Linked DNA regions of Mus musculus: regions 1, 2 and 3 are each linked to region 4. The links are chromatin contacts, called in public ChIA-PET and promoter capture Hi-C maps. All regions are on one chromosome and are shown on one strand. Each heading gives the region's core, a stretch centred on a gene start, on an enhancer-like site or on the middle of the called end of the contact. The rest is flanking DNA. Distances are from core to core; before and after follow the strand shown. Region 1 has its middle 19 kb from the start of 4930471E19Rik. Region 2 holds the start of Hmga2 (high mobility group AT-hook 2). Region 3 overlaps Grip1 (glutamate receptor interacting protein 1). Region 4 holds the start of Tmbim4 (transmembrane BAX inhibitor motif containing 4).

What was found. Promoter capture Hi-C pulls out the DNA fragments that hold promoters and counts their contacts. ChIA-PET counts read pairs in DNA pulled down with a chosen protein or histone mark.
Region 1: an RNA polymerase II ChIA-PET map of memory CD8 T cells shows a contact between it and region 4, with 30 read pairs. The contact joins the enhancer-like site here to the promoter of Tmbim4 in region 4. A contact is called at or near these places in 2 of 39 promoter capture datasets (cranial neural crest and neural stem cells), 1 of 484 Hi-C or Micro-C datasets (CD8 T cells) and 3 of 115 datasets of contacts at active chromatin or transcription factors (bone marrow-derived macrophages, embryonic limb bud and memory CD8 T cells).
Region 2: a promoter capture Hi-C map of embryonic stem cells shows a contact between it and region 4, with 53 read pairs. The contact joins the promoter of Hmga2 here to the promoter of Tmbim4 in region 4. A contact is called at or near these places in 6 of 39 promoter capture datasets (cranial neural crest, embryonic stem cells and neural stem cells), 7 of 484 Hi-C or Micro-C datasets (all in embryonic stem cells), 4 of 115 datasets of contacts at active chromatin or transcription factors (bone marrow-derived macrophages, embryonic stem cells and pancreatic cancer cells) and 2 of 9 other capture datasets (adipose tissue and liver).
Region 3: a promoter capture Hi-C map of embryonic stem cells shows a contact between it and region 4, with 2.1 times the contacts expected there. The contact joins the enhancer-like site here to the promoter of Tmbim4 in region 4. A contact is called at or near these places in 3 of 39 promoter capture datasets (the 3T3-L1 cell line, embryonic stem cells and frontonasal cranial neural crest), 2 of 484 Hi-C or Micro-C datasets (embryonic stem cells and reprogramming fibroblasts), 12 of 115 datasets of contacts at active chromatin or transcription factors (astrocytes, bone marrow-derived macrophages, craniofacial prominence and 8 more) and 1 of 9 other capture datasets (adipose tissue).

What each region holds. Positions count from the first base shown.
Region 1 is chr10:120,615,542-120,618,364 of GRCm38.p6, reverse strand. No RefSeq gene overlaps it. Among named protein-coding and RNA genes, the nearest start is that of 4930471E19Rik, 19 kb to the left of the region's middle. Within about 2 kb of position 1,499, at least 112 of the 459 cell types and tissues checked have an H3K27ac peak or open chromatin away from gene starts, as enhancers often do. A contact at or near this core is called in CD8 T cells, bone marrow-derived macrophages and memory CD8 T cells, where this site is marked.
Region 2 is chr10:120,474,780-120,477,779 of GRCm38.p6, reverse strand. It overlaps Hmga2 (high mobility group AT-hook 2), which reads left to right and starts at 1,311. Exons shown (of 5, transcript NM_010441.3): 1 at 1,311-1,827. The coding sequence starts at 1,717.
Region 3 is chr10:119,828,968-119,831,919 of GRCm38.p6, reverse strand. All of the region lies in intron 1 of Grip1 (glutamate receptor interacting protein 1), which reads right to left. The region is part of intron 4 of Grip1os1 (glutamate receptor interacting protein 1, opposite strand 1); the gene reads left to right. Among named protein-coding and RNA genes, the nearest start is that of Gm51815, 11 kb to the right of the region's middle. Within about 2 kb of position 1,314, at least 13 of the 459 cell types and tissues checked have an H3K27ac peak or open chromatin away from gene starts, as enhancers often do. A contact at or near this core is called in embryonic stem cells, where this site is marked.
Region 4 is chr10:120,207,331-120,210,108 of GRCm38.p6, reverse strand. It overlaps Tmbim4 (transmembrane BAX inhibitor motif containing 4), which reads right to left and starts at 1,283. Exons shown (of 7, transcript NM_026617.3): 1 at 1,167-1,283. The coding sequence starts at 1,263.

The sequences.
Region 1 (2,823 bases), core at 250-2,749, 410 kb before region 4:
GTGGTTTCTCTGTAATAACCTCTAGCCGTTGCAAAGAGAAGTCCCATTAATGAGGGCTAAGACGTGCACTTTTCTGTGGGTATATGAATACATTTGAGTGTTAGAGATTAATCTAGTTTGGTAAAGGGGTGGTTGTAGTTTCTCCTCCAAGATCCATGACTTCACTAGTCCGGGGCAGCTGGCTAGTGTTCCAGCATCAGGCAAGATTCCCTCCTCTTGAGGGGGTCTTAAGTCTAATTACAGACCTGTTACCTCCAAAGTAAGGATGCTCCCCTAGGGTTATTGTGCCACACAGGTCACTGCTGTGGTCCATAGGCGCTGTAGTTGGATAAAATTGCTGGCTCTTTCTCTCCTGTGGAAGCTGGCATGGTGCCTTCTGGTGCCAAGAAGGCTAGCCCTTAGGAAGAACCATTCGGGTCAGTTCCAGTTTAGGGGCCTGTGCATGGTGTCTATAGCAAGACACCAAGAGGAGAGATTTACCTCCCACATCTGGAGGGCATCCAAGGAAAATAACAATAGTCCATAGAGTTTTGGGAATGCCTCAGATAATCCTGACCAACAACTCAAAAGAGGTCTTCTAAAGCCTGATGTGGGGGTTTCCTTAGGTGGAGGTGGTCTTTGGCTCTTGGAAAGAGCATTGTTAGCCCAGATGAAAAATATATACACATCTATATTTGTGTGTGTGTGTATATACATATATACACATATATATGTATATTGTTTATAGATTTATATTATAGAATTTTTTAGGCAGACAGTTAATAGTATGATCCGTTTATGAACTTTTCCAATATCCTTGCTGACATTTCATCCACCTCTCTCCTTTGTCTGTATTCTATCTCTATTTCCCCCTCTAATTCTTGTTACTGAATAATTTAGTGAGTTCGGAAATGAGGTCACCACGGCTCCCCGCCACTCGCTCCGTCTTGCTCTTCATTTAAGAACAAAATCAACAACTATGCTCTGCAAGTTTGTGGGTGCATTTAATTCAAACTTCTTTGCTTCAGATTCAAATCAATGCCAAGTATTTTGTAATCCCCTCTTCCTTCCATCCTCCTTCCCTCATTTCTAACCCCCTTATCTACAGTCAAGGAAAAAAAAAAGTTCATTTATAGGAGAAAGGAATCCACTGGAACCAAAGATGCCAGCTTGGGACCCTTTTCTCTGTGTGCCTGCTGGGGCGTCCCTGGAGTGTGGGAGCAGTTTCTGGGAGGTCCACAGGCTAGGTCAGCCAAGGGCCTTCTCTTTCCATTCATCCCCAACTTGACTCTGTATTCAGCTGAATATAGTTAAAGGATTTATTGCCGTCATTTTGCTCCTTAAATTAAGAGTCATTGTGGTGAGAACAAACCATAGCAATATGGCCCAACCACAAAGACAGAAATTACTTTGTAAGTTTCAAAGGATTTTCACCAAAGAACTGCTCTGTGCAGAGGGTGTTGGGGGAGACATCTGATGGAGACACGTTTTCTTCCGCCACTATAATAAGGTATGTGTACCCCTCCAGAGACGTGAGTCACATCTCCTGTGACAGGAAGCTGTGGATAGTTTCTGTGGGTTTGGGGGTGGGGGAGAGTTGTGTGTGTGTGTTAAATTTTCAACGCTGCCTGTTTCCTATGACTCGTGAGTGGCTCATCACCTGACTCATGTGCTCTTCTGGGAGGGGGTCTCCTAAATGTGGCTTTTAAATCTCAGTAATAAAGACACCCAGCTGTTCTGATTCCTAATAGGATGAGAGAACACACAGGAAATGGAGTCAGAGCTTTGAGTGAACATTTTCTGAGGTCATCTCTTCCTGGCTTTCTGCAGAATTATGCATAGACTGCTCTAGGCTTCAACACTTTTTTCTTTTTTTAAAGACCTTATTTTAAATGTTCCCCTCTTGGCCTCAGTAGATTAATAGATTCCAGTCAATCCTTTGGTTTTGTTGTTGTTTTCCAGGCTAAAGCCACACTTTGCTGAAGCTGACCCTCTGTGGGATGTGTACCCTGAGCCCCACTGACCCAGTCAGCAGGGAACTTGGCAAGTTCAGCGTAGATGAAGCTCAGGCTATAAGATTTGTAGGAGATGATGCAGGCTAAGATGGGAAGGGAAGCCAAGAACTAGATGTGCCTCTGTGCCAACCTGAGACCCAGTCTTTGCTTTTGCTTGGCTGACTCTTTCATTTTAATATTCAAAGTGTGGTCCCCATTTTGATTTAACATCCAGATCTCTCTGTTTCCTTGAGGCATGTTCATGCCCTCTCAGTTTGGGATGATTCTCACCCGCTTCTACCCCCAGCATTACAGTCTTGCACTATCTATCCCCCCCCCCCCACCCCAGCTATACAGCCTTGCACGATCTACCCACCAGCTATACAGCCTTGCACGATCTACCCCCAGCTGTACAGCCTTGCACGATCTACCCCCAGCACCTCTCTGGCTTTTCCTTCTGCTCTCTGCTCCAGCCACATGCTCCCTTGACTATGCCTGAAATGCACTCAAGGCCTCTACCATGTTCCCTCTCTGTCACACGCCTCCTGCAGATACTCATTCGTTTCATTCTTTACCTTTTAAACCCCTTTCTCAAAGTCCCTTGACCAGCAGCTTACAGACTTTTAAAGTCCGAACTCCCTATCTCCCCTACATGGTTTTTCTACCCATCCCGCTGCTTTGCCAAGCTTATTGCATGTATTGCCTGCCCTGACTAGAATGCACGTTCCCTAGGGGAACAGCGTTTGTGTACCGCTTGGTGTCAAGATCTAGAATACACCTCTTCAGGGCATATCTCCCAGGATGAATAGATACGCAGATTGCATAAGGGTTTACAGAAGACAGAGAGTTT
Region 2 (3,000 bases), core at 62-2,561, 270 kb before region 4:
CTGGGGGAGGGGACCTCGATAAAGGAGCTGGCACACTCGGTGTTCCTGTGTATAGTGTGCAAGTGTGTGCTTTTGTTGCGAATGTGCTTACTGGCACCATCGTGTGTCTGGTAGTGTGTGCTTAAGCACGGGTTTGTTTGCATGCCTGCTTGCCAGTGAAGTGTGTGTGCGCGCACACATGAATTTTCGTGCAAGCTTGTCTGCGATCACACGCGTGGGCCCGTGTATCTTTGTGCACGCTTGTTTGTGCGCCGGCCCGTGCACTCTGGGGTGAGGGCATTTCTCAGTGGAGCGGGGGGGGGGGGGGGGTCGCAAGGGGCGCTCCGACTCCTTGGTCGCTCTTTTCCCGGGGCTGAAATAGTAGACAGCGGCGGTTGACCCTGAATGCTTCCGGAAACTTCGGGCAACCCTCGGTGGAAGCACAGGTAGAAGCCAAGCTCTCCAGGGTGACTCTGAGATAGTCATTTTCTTTCGCCTTCCTAGGACAGCCGCTCAGGGGTGGCCTCCAGCGGCGATCCGGCAGGAGAGCCTAGGCCCTGTCTTTTTAACCCCACTGCTGGCGGGAGCACGTGAGCCGGGGCTCCGGGTGGCAACCGGGCGCCGCCGCCTTCGAGGCAGTTGTGTTTCGAACGCTGCCTCTGGCCCGCGGCCAGGCGCCTGGGCTCGGCTGTCCGCCTGGCCTGCCCCCTCCTCTTGCTTCTCCTGCAGCCCCCTCCCCTTTATCCGCCCACGATCAGAGGTGGGCACTCCCCGTTCCCGCCACCCCCTCCGCAAGTGCGAGCGCGCGTGTACACACACGCACACGCACGCACACACTCATCCCTCTTGAATCCCGGGCAGGAACTCTGAAAACTTGCAGCACGGGCAAAACTTGGGCTCCGGGTGCAGAGCGCAGAGGCCAGCAGCTTGTCCCTCTGCATCTGTGCAGTGCCGCCGCCTGACCCCGCCACCCGAGGAGGCGCGGTGCCACCCACTGCTCTGTTCCTTGCTAGAGCTGAGCTGGGCGCCCTACCGGATCCTGGCAGAAACTTCCACTCTCTCCTCGGTTTCTGACCGCACTAGTCAGTCTCTATCTCTGTCCCGTTCTGTCTCTTTGTCTCTGTCTCTCTCTGAGTTTCTGTCTCTGTCCCTCTTCTCTGTGTCTCTCTCTGGCTCTCTGCGTCTCTGTCTCTCCTTCCCGCCCCCCTCCCTCTCTCTCCCTCTGGGGTGGGGGAGAGGAGGCGGAATTCTTTCCCCGCCTAACATTTCAAGGGACACAATTCACTCCAAGTCTCTTCCCTCTCCAAGCCGCTGCCGAGCGTCCCAGTACCCGCAACTCCCGAGCCTTTGCGGAGAGAGCAACCCTCTCCGCCTCCAACTCTTCCCTCTCCTTCGCTTCCCGCCTCCTCTCCCTACCTCCACCTCTACCTCCGCCACCCACTGCCCGCAGCGCCTCCTCCTTTCCTCCTCCTCCTCTCCTCCTCCTCTCTTCCTCCTCCCCTCTCTCTTTTTGGCAGCCGCTGGACGTCCGGTGTTGATGGTGGCAGCGGCGGCAGCCTAAGCAGCAGCAGTAGTCCCCGGCGCACTCGCCAGCTCGCCTGCTCTCGCCGCTCTTGCCCTCTCCAGCTCTCTACATCCCGTCTCCCGAAAGGTGCTGGGCGGATTCGGGGCGGCGGAGGCCGAGCGGCTGCAGCGGCGGTACCGGTAGAGGCAGTGGTAGCGGCGGCGGGAGGCAGGATGAGCGCACGCGGTGAGGGCGCCGGGCAGCCGTCCACATCAGCCCAGGGACAACCTGCCGCCCCGGTGCCACAGAAGCGAGGACGCGGCCGACCCAGGAAGCAGCAGCAAGTCAGTACGCCGACGCGGAGGGGCCACTCAGCCCACCCGCGACGCCTCTGCCCCCGGGGCCCCGCGACACGCCGGGCGACCGGAGCGCGGGAGCGCAGCGGCTACGGCAGCGCAAGCTAGCCCGCCTGCCACCCGGGTGTAGGTGGGGCGGGAGACCGAGTTCCCCTGGAGAGTGCGCGGCGCAGTCTCTCCGGGTACCCGCGCTCCCCGGCTCCAAGAGCTGGGGTCCCGCGGCGAGCCGTAGCCACCCGGTGGAGGTGGGGTCGCGCGAATCGTGGACAGGGACTTTCGCTATTGTGCGCAGCCCCGGAGCGGCGCGGCGTGGCTCGGGGGGGGGGCATCGAGCCTCGGGGGTCCCAAAGAATAAAAGCGTCGCTTTGTCAGCCGCTTTGGCGACTGGGGGGACTGGGGAGTTCAGGAGGGGCAGGACTGCGAGTCCGAAGCTCTTAGACCCGCGGCTTTCTCCGGCTTCTCGGGGCCGCCTTCCCGTAGGAGGCTGATGCGCCGCGGCCGCCCCCTCGGTGCCCTCCCCACACTCCATGGCCCAAGGCTCGCGCCCTCCCGACAAAGAACGCGTGCGGAGCCGACTGCCCGCCTGGTGCTCCTCCCGAGGATATTTAAATGCCTGCCGAGCTGCTACAGCCGCCGGGGCTGGCGGGGAAAGGATCCCGGAGGATCCCAGGCCCCCGCGGGCCCGGGAAACGCGCTTCGCCCAGGGAGCTCTGGAAGGAAAGTGCACGGTAGCCAGGGTCGCTTCCCCGCCAGGAGTCGGGTCCCTCTTTGGCTCCTCGATCCCGCTCCTCTGAGCAGCCCAAGTTTTAGCTTCCTCTTGGGCGAGTGGCTGGGGGCTGGGAAGGGACGGTCGAGGGGCACCCAGGACCCCGCGGAATGGAGGGTTTTGTCTGCGGATGCAACCAATTAAGAGTGCAAGCCGGCTGTTGCAGAGTTGTGCGCAGCGCCCAGGGCCGGGGGCGGGCGGGCGGGCGGGCAGGGGGTTGGGACGTTCGCAGCAATTTCCAAGCCTAAGGACGCGTCTATTGAGAACAGTAAAACTCCCTTCCCGGCCTTTAAAAAAAACCAAAAACTTCCCATTTTTTCTTTTGCTTTAAATCGCTTCCCTCGGGCCAATAGGCGGATTAGAAAATAGTCCTAAATTGCCCCCGTAGAGCTAGG
Region 3 (2,952 bases), core at 65-2,564, 380 kb after region 4:
GTCAATAACTATTCTGACTAATATTCTTACAAATTGATGTCTTTGGACCTAAACTAAATCATATGAAATTTTCTTTAGCTTCCTTAACACAATATTATATTTCAGACTCACCCCTCAACTGCATGTAGCAGTAATGCTTTCTTTTTAATTCTATATAGCATCCCATTAAATGTTATGATGTTTTTATTGATTCTTACAAACAAGAAAAGGAAACGGATAAACTCACACATAAAAACAACAGCAAGACAAAAGAGTTAAATCATGAGAAGGAAAAGTAGTGAGGTCAGGTTACAGTGCCTGGGTTTCCTCATCAGACCTTCCTAGAAGGGCAAGCAGGGTCTAGGGCAGGCCACAGGTAGCAATAGAAACAGGGTGTATATTTGCCTGCCCATCACAGACTGTGCCAGAAAGCTTTGCTCTGGGGGTCACTATGACTCATGACTTTTTGAGATTGTCCTATTATAGTGGGTGATGGTGTCATATAATGATGGCCTTTAAACTTCCCAGGCTGCTCCTTCCTTCAAAAACAGACCCAGGTCTCTGCCTCTCTCCTTCTCTGCCTCTGTGCTTCTCTGACCTCACCCAGCCTCTACCACACCCCTCAGCCTCTGCCCCGCCCTCATCCCTGCCCCCATCCCCCAAACTGCACTCTTTTGTTTCACTTTGTATCTTGCCTGTGGCTCCATTGCTAAATCCAACTTTCCAGGTCATTTTTCTCATGTTCCCTCTGGGTTGTAAATTAGGCCTTGGTTTGCCTGTTTTCTTATCTTCCAAAAACTTCTGAAAAATCTTTGAACACCATTTTCCTTACAGTTTTAGAACCAGCCTTTCCCTTACACATTGTTTGAGAGGTAACATAAGCAAACGTTTGTGGTCAGTGTGTACACCCTTGGCTGTTATCTCTTGTACAGATTTTAAAATTGCAGAGACGGGCATTTAAATCACACAAATAAGTAGCATACCAATAAAATACACATTAGGATATCAGGAATTAATCGCTCGTGGGAACTGATTTAATCCTGGGAATTTATAACTGAATTTTCACAGTTTATGAACCAAATTCATCAACAGACCACTTAGAAGGCGAAGGCATTAAATGAAGTTGACTTTTGATCTGTACAAGTCACCTTGCTCAGTAGAACAGAAAACACTCAATTCAATCAGAAACTCTGTGGGGCCCTAAATGTTCCCCAGGCTGAAGTCAATTGGGAATTCTGTCATGCAGAATTTAACAATAGTTTGTCCTTCAGTCTCCAGCCTCCTGGTGTTCCTGGCCTCCTGCCAGAACCTTCCTCCAGACAGCTAGGGCAGACTCTGAGAAGAGGAGGGAAGAAGGAGGGCAAGGAACACCCAGCTAGTTAAAGGGGAAATGAGTAGGTGTAAGAAGAGGCACACGATCACGTGATCCTTGGGGACTTACTTCTTCCAGTGATTAAAAACACCCTGAAAGGTTATTAAACAACCCAAACAAAAAGCAAACAAAAACCCCCAAAATAAAGAAACAAAAACTAGGCTTACAGGAAGCCCAGCGGGCAGTACAGGCCTGTAATGCTAGCCAGTTGGGAGGCAAATCTTGGAGCAGTTGAACTTTTTCCACAAGTAGGGTTGGAAGAAGGTAAGTTTTTTTGTTTTTTTTTTTTTGTTTTTGTTTTTGTTTTTGTTTTTTTGTTTTTTGTTTTTTTTTTTTTTTGGTTTTTCAAGACAGGGTTTCTCTGTATAGCCTTGGCTGACCTGGAACTCACTTTGTAGACCAGGCTGGCCTCGAACTCAGAAATCTGCCTGCCTCTGCCTCCCAAGTGCTGGGGTTAAAGGCGTGCGCCACCACGCCAGAATGGAGAATGGAAGGATGGGAAAACAACAGTGTTCTCCACACAATCAAACTGAGGAGTTTGCAACCTTGCTTTTCAGCTAGTCCTCATTCTCTCAGCCTCTGCCTCTGCCTCTCTGTCTCTGTCTCTCTCCTCCCTTTTCACCTACCCTCCCCCCCACCCCCCTTTTGAGAAAGAACATTGTATGTCCCAGTGTCCCTATGTTGCCAGCAGTGTGGTCTTTGAACGCCTCAGCTTCCTGCCTCTCTGCCTGAAGACTGCCTGGATTATACTCCCTATGTTGCCAATGTGTTTTTTGAACTTCTCAGCTTCCTGCCTCTGCCTGACAACTGCTTGGATTACAGGCATGCACCCGTACACCAGCATTTAGCTACTATCTCCTCGAAGACCTTCCTGAGTAAGGAGATAGGGGGCATCAGTTTGCCCTAGATAGTAAAAGCAGAAACATCACATGATGACAAGACATGCCTTCCGTGGGGAGGTCTTATGCATGCAGTCGTAGCCTTGTGTAGCCTTGCGTAGCCTATGTGTACAAAGGCCCCGAGGTATCGGAGAACACTTTGGCTCATTCCTCTTGCAGGGGGAAGGGTATTATATACACACCCCACTTAAGGCTGGTCCTCCACAGCCTCTTAGCTTCCACCTTCCATCTATCACACAAAGAAGCTTTTCTGAAGAAGGTTGATAATCGTACTTATATGTGTGTATGTTGATCAGTGCTTTGGAAAGAGTTTTGTGCCATGTCAATTTAGCAGAGTAGAAATAGTAGGTTTTCCTCTAGTGACTGCTATCTGTTCAGCCATGAGTACTTGGCCCAGGCTAATGGTGCCAGGAAAGAGTTCCATTTTGTAGAGCAGGCCTTAAGTCAAGTTGGTTGGTTAGTCCCGCAACATCAGTGCCACTATTACATCGGTGGGCATATCCTATCAGGTTAGTCATTGTTTGTAGACTATAAGGCTCATAGCAGGCTAAGAGCTATAATTCACTGTATGCTCTGGAAGTATATACACTACCTTCTAGCACTGTGGAAGCTAGCCAGCAGGAAAGGGGCTTCTAGGTTGGTACCAGCTTGATTTCGCCATCTGCAATGACAGACTCAAGTATGCACAATAGGCTCTCACTG
Region 4 (2,778 bases), core at 34-2,533:
ATAGCAAGGGCTAGTCAGCAATCCGGCCACGGAGGATAGGGGTGGGGAATCGTAAGTACACACGGCAGTACCAAGTGAATAATGTAGATCTGAAGAGGAAAAAAATAAATAAAACACCCAACACACATGATCTTAACTACGTGGCATTCTGGACTAGGCCTGAGAGAAAGGAAGAATGACAGTCGGACACACATACACTATGACATGGGTGAGCTTTGAAGACATTAATAGAAACATGCCAGTCACAACGGCTAACATGTATGATTTCTTTTTTACTGAGGCAGTTCTAACCGTTTCATAAAGACTGAAGAAATGGGAGTTGCCCAGGGCAGAGGAGGCTGGCAATGGCGAGTTACTTATGGATACAATTTCACTTTTGCTTTGAAAGATGACTAAGTTCTGGCTGGATAGGAAATACCACAGGGCGACAAAACATTACTGCTTGGTACCTCAAAGGTGTCTAGGGTAGCAATTTTTTGGCTACCAGTACTTTTTCATAATGAATATATTTTAAAAGCTGAGCTCACTTGTCAAAATAATTTCAAAATTCATTACAGGAATATCGGGCTAGGTAAGTACCAAGATTCTAGATGCGTCAGAACCACCTTCATTTTTTTTTTTTTTTTTTAAATCCAGAACCGGTTTGAGCTGCCCAGGCAGGTCCATTTCTGTAAAGTGACCTTTGGTGGACAGTGAATTCCGCTTCGTTACGCGTCAACGAACAGCCTAAACTCAAAGTAATAACTTTGAGTCGCCGTGACTTTATGCGTCGGTCTGGGAAACTTCTCAGTCATCACACACACGTATGCCGAGTTCTGTACCCCACGGGGAGACAGTAATGACTAGGATGGTAAGGTCTCAGCACGGGGAACAAATAAATGAGGGCATCAGCCCGTGATTTCCAATGCTTGATATGGATCCTCCTGGTGTGCTGACCCCAAACATGCAATTATATCTGTCCCTACTCCAGAACTGTAATTTTGCTACTGTCACGAATCGTAATGTAAATATCTGATGTGCAGATGGCCTTAGGCGACCCCCTGTGAAAGGGTCCCGCTTGCGACCCTCAGGTTGAGGACCGCTGACCTAGGCGACCCGGCCCACACCTCTAGAAGACAACTATGTCTCCCTCTGGTCACTTGGTCCCCCTGACCCCCGCCACATACCCATGCGGATGTGCACGCTGGCCGACGCCACGCAGCTGCCGTAGTTGAAGTCATCCTCGATGGACGAGCGGGGATAGCCCGGGTCCGTGTCGGCCATGTCGCCAGCAGTGCCCGCCCGCACCTGCCCCGGCCGAAGTGGGAGCCTACACTGACCACAACCGCCTTCACCCACTTCCGGGATGGCCGCCAGACAGAACTAGCCGAACTGCCTCTCTGCAGCGAGCGCCGAACCAGTCGATCGCTCCCATGGAAAAGTCTCCACTAGGAGAGGAGGTTGCTTTCTAGTAGGAGACAGATTGCTCTCTCCCACGTCATCGCAAGGGAGTTTTTTCTAGGATTTTCTTTAAAAGTTCCTCTAGGCCTCTAGAGAATCTCTTCCAGAAAGAGTGCTAAACAAGATAGAAAGATTACGGTATCAATCAACAACCTCTCATTAATTCACTTCAATACTTGGTCCAGGAATGCACTTTTAAGTAAAATTATTTTAAAGCAACATTTAGGCCTTCATTTATTGACCATTTCTTTTAAAACAGACCCCCCCCCCTGCTTTTAAAGTTAAATAATCCTTCATCTTGAAAGACAAGTAGGAATCCACCCCCACCCCCATCCCACCCCCACCCCATGGGCGTAATTCAGGTTTTCACGGATTCGATGTTTGTGAATTGAGAGGGCAAAGTCATCGTGGTGGTGTACAGGACAAGTGCCAAAGAATGAGGCTGGACAGATGAACAAAGGCAAGACCACTGAATGCCAAATATAGAATTCGTGACCGAAACCAAAACCAAAGGAAGAAGGACAGAGAAAGTGGCGATAACAAAATGCATCTGTCATGACACTATTGCAAGCATGAGGTGTAGACTCGCCAAAGAAATATTCCAGGACACCACTAACTTTATTTATCTTTATTGTTTTAAGGGTCTCAATATGCATCTAGCTGCCGTGAGACTCATTATGTAGACCAGACTGGTCTTGAACTCAGAGATCCACCTGCCTCTGTCTCATGAGTGCTGGGATTAAAGGCGTACCAACCGGCCCACTTGTAATTATTTCTATGAGTTTACTTTGACTCATCCCAAAGACAGCAAGTGGGATTCAAAATATTGAAGAACTGTCTATTCTAAAACTAAAAATGTAATATTTTCAGGAAACTTTTTTCAGATATGTTCCACAATAACAAGAATGAAACATGCTTAGCTTTTTATTATTTTTTAAACATGTTGTTACTCACTTCAATAAAGGTAAGAATAGTATTTATTATAGAAGGCAAACTGGAGAAGAATTGGCAACCATCTTTTTATTATCTAAAGACAACACCAATATCTCATTCAGAAAAAAATAATTCTAGCTAGATTGTGCCCCCTATGTGAAAGACAAAATATTAGAACTTAAAGTTATATAAAATAATCTCTTTATAATTTGAAGAAAGCAAAGATTATTTAATCTACAAAGATTGACACACTATATAAAATTGAGAACACCTAGGAGTAAATTTCATTATAAAAGAGTAAAAGCAAACTATGGACTGGGAAATATTTTTAATATACACATCTATATAAAGTTCCCATCCCATACCATAAAAAGAATGACCACAAATCCAGACTTACTCTCTAAA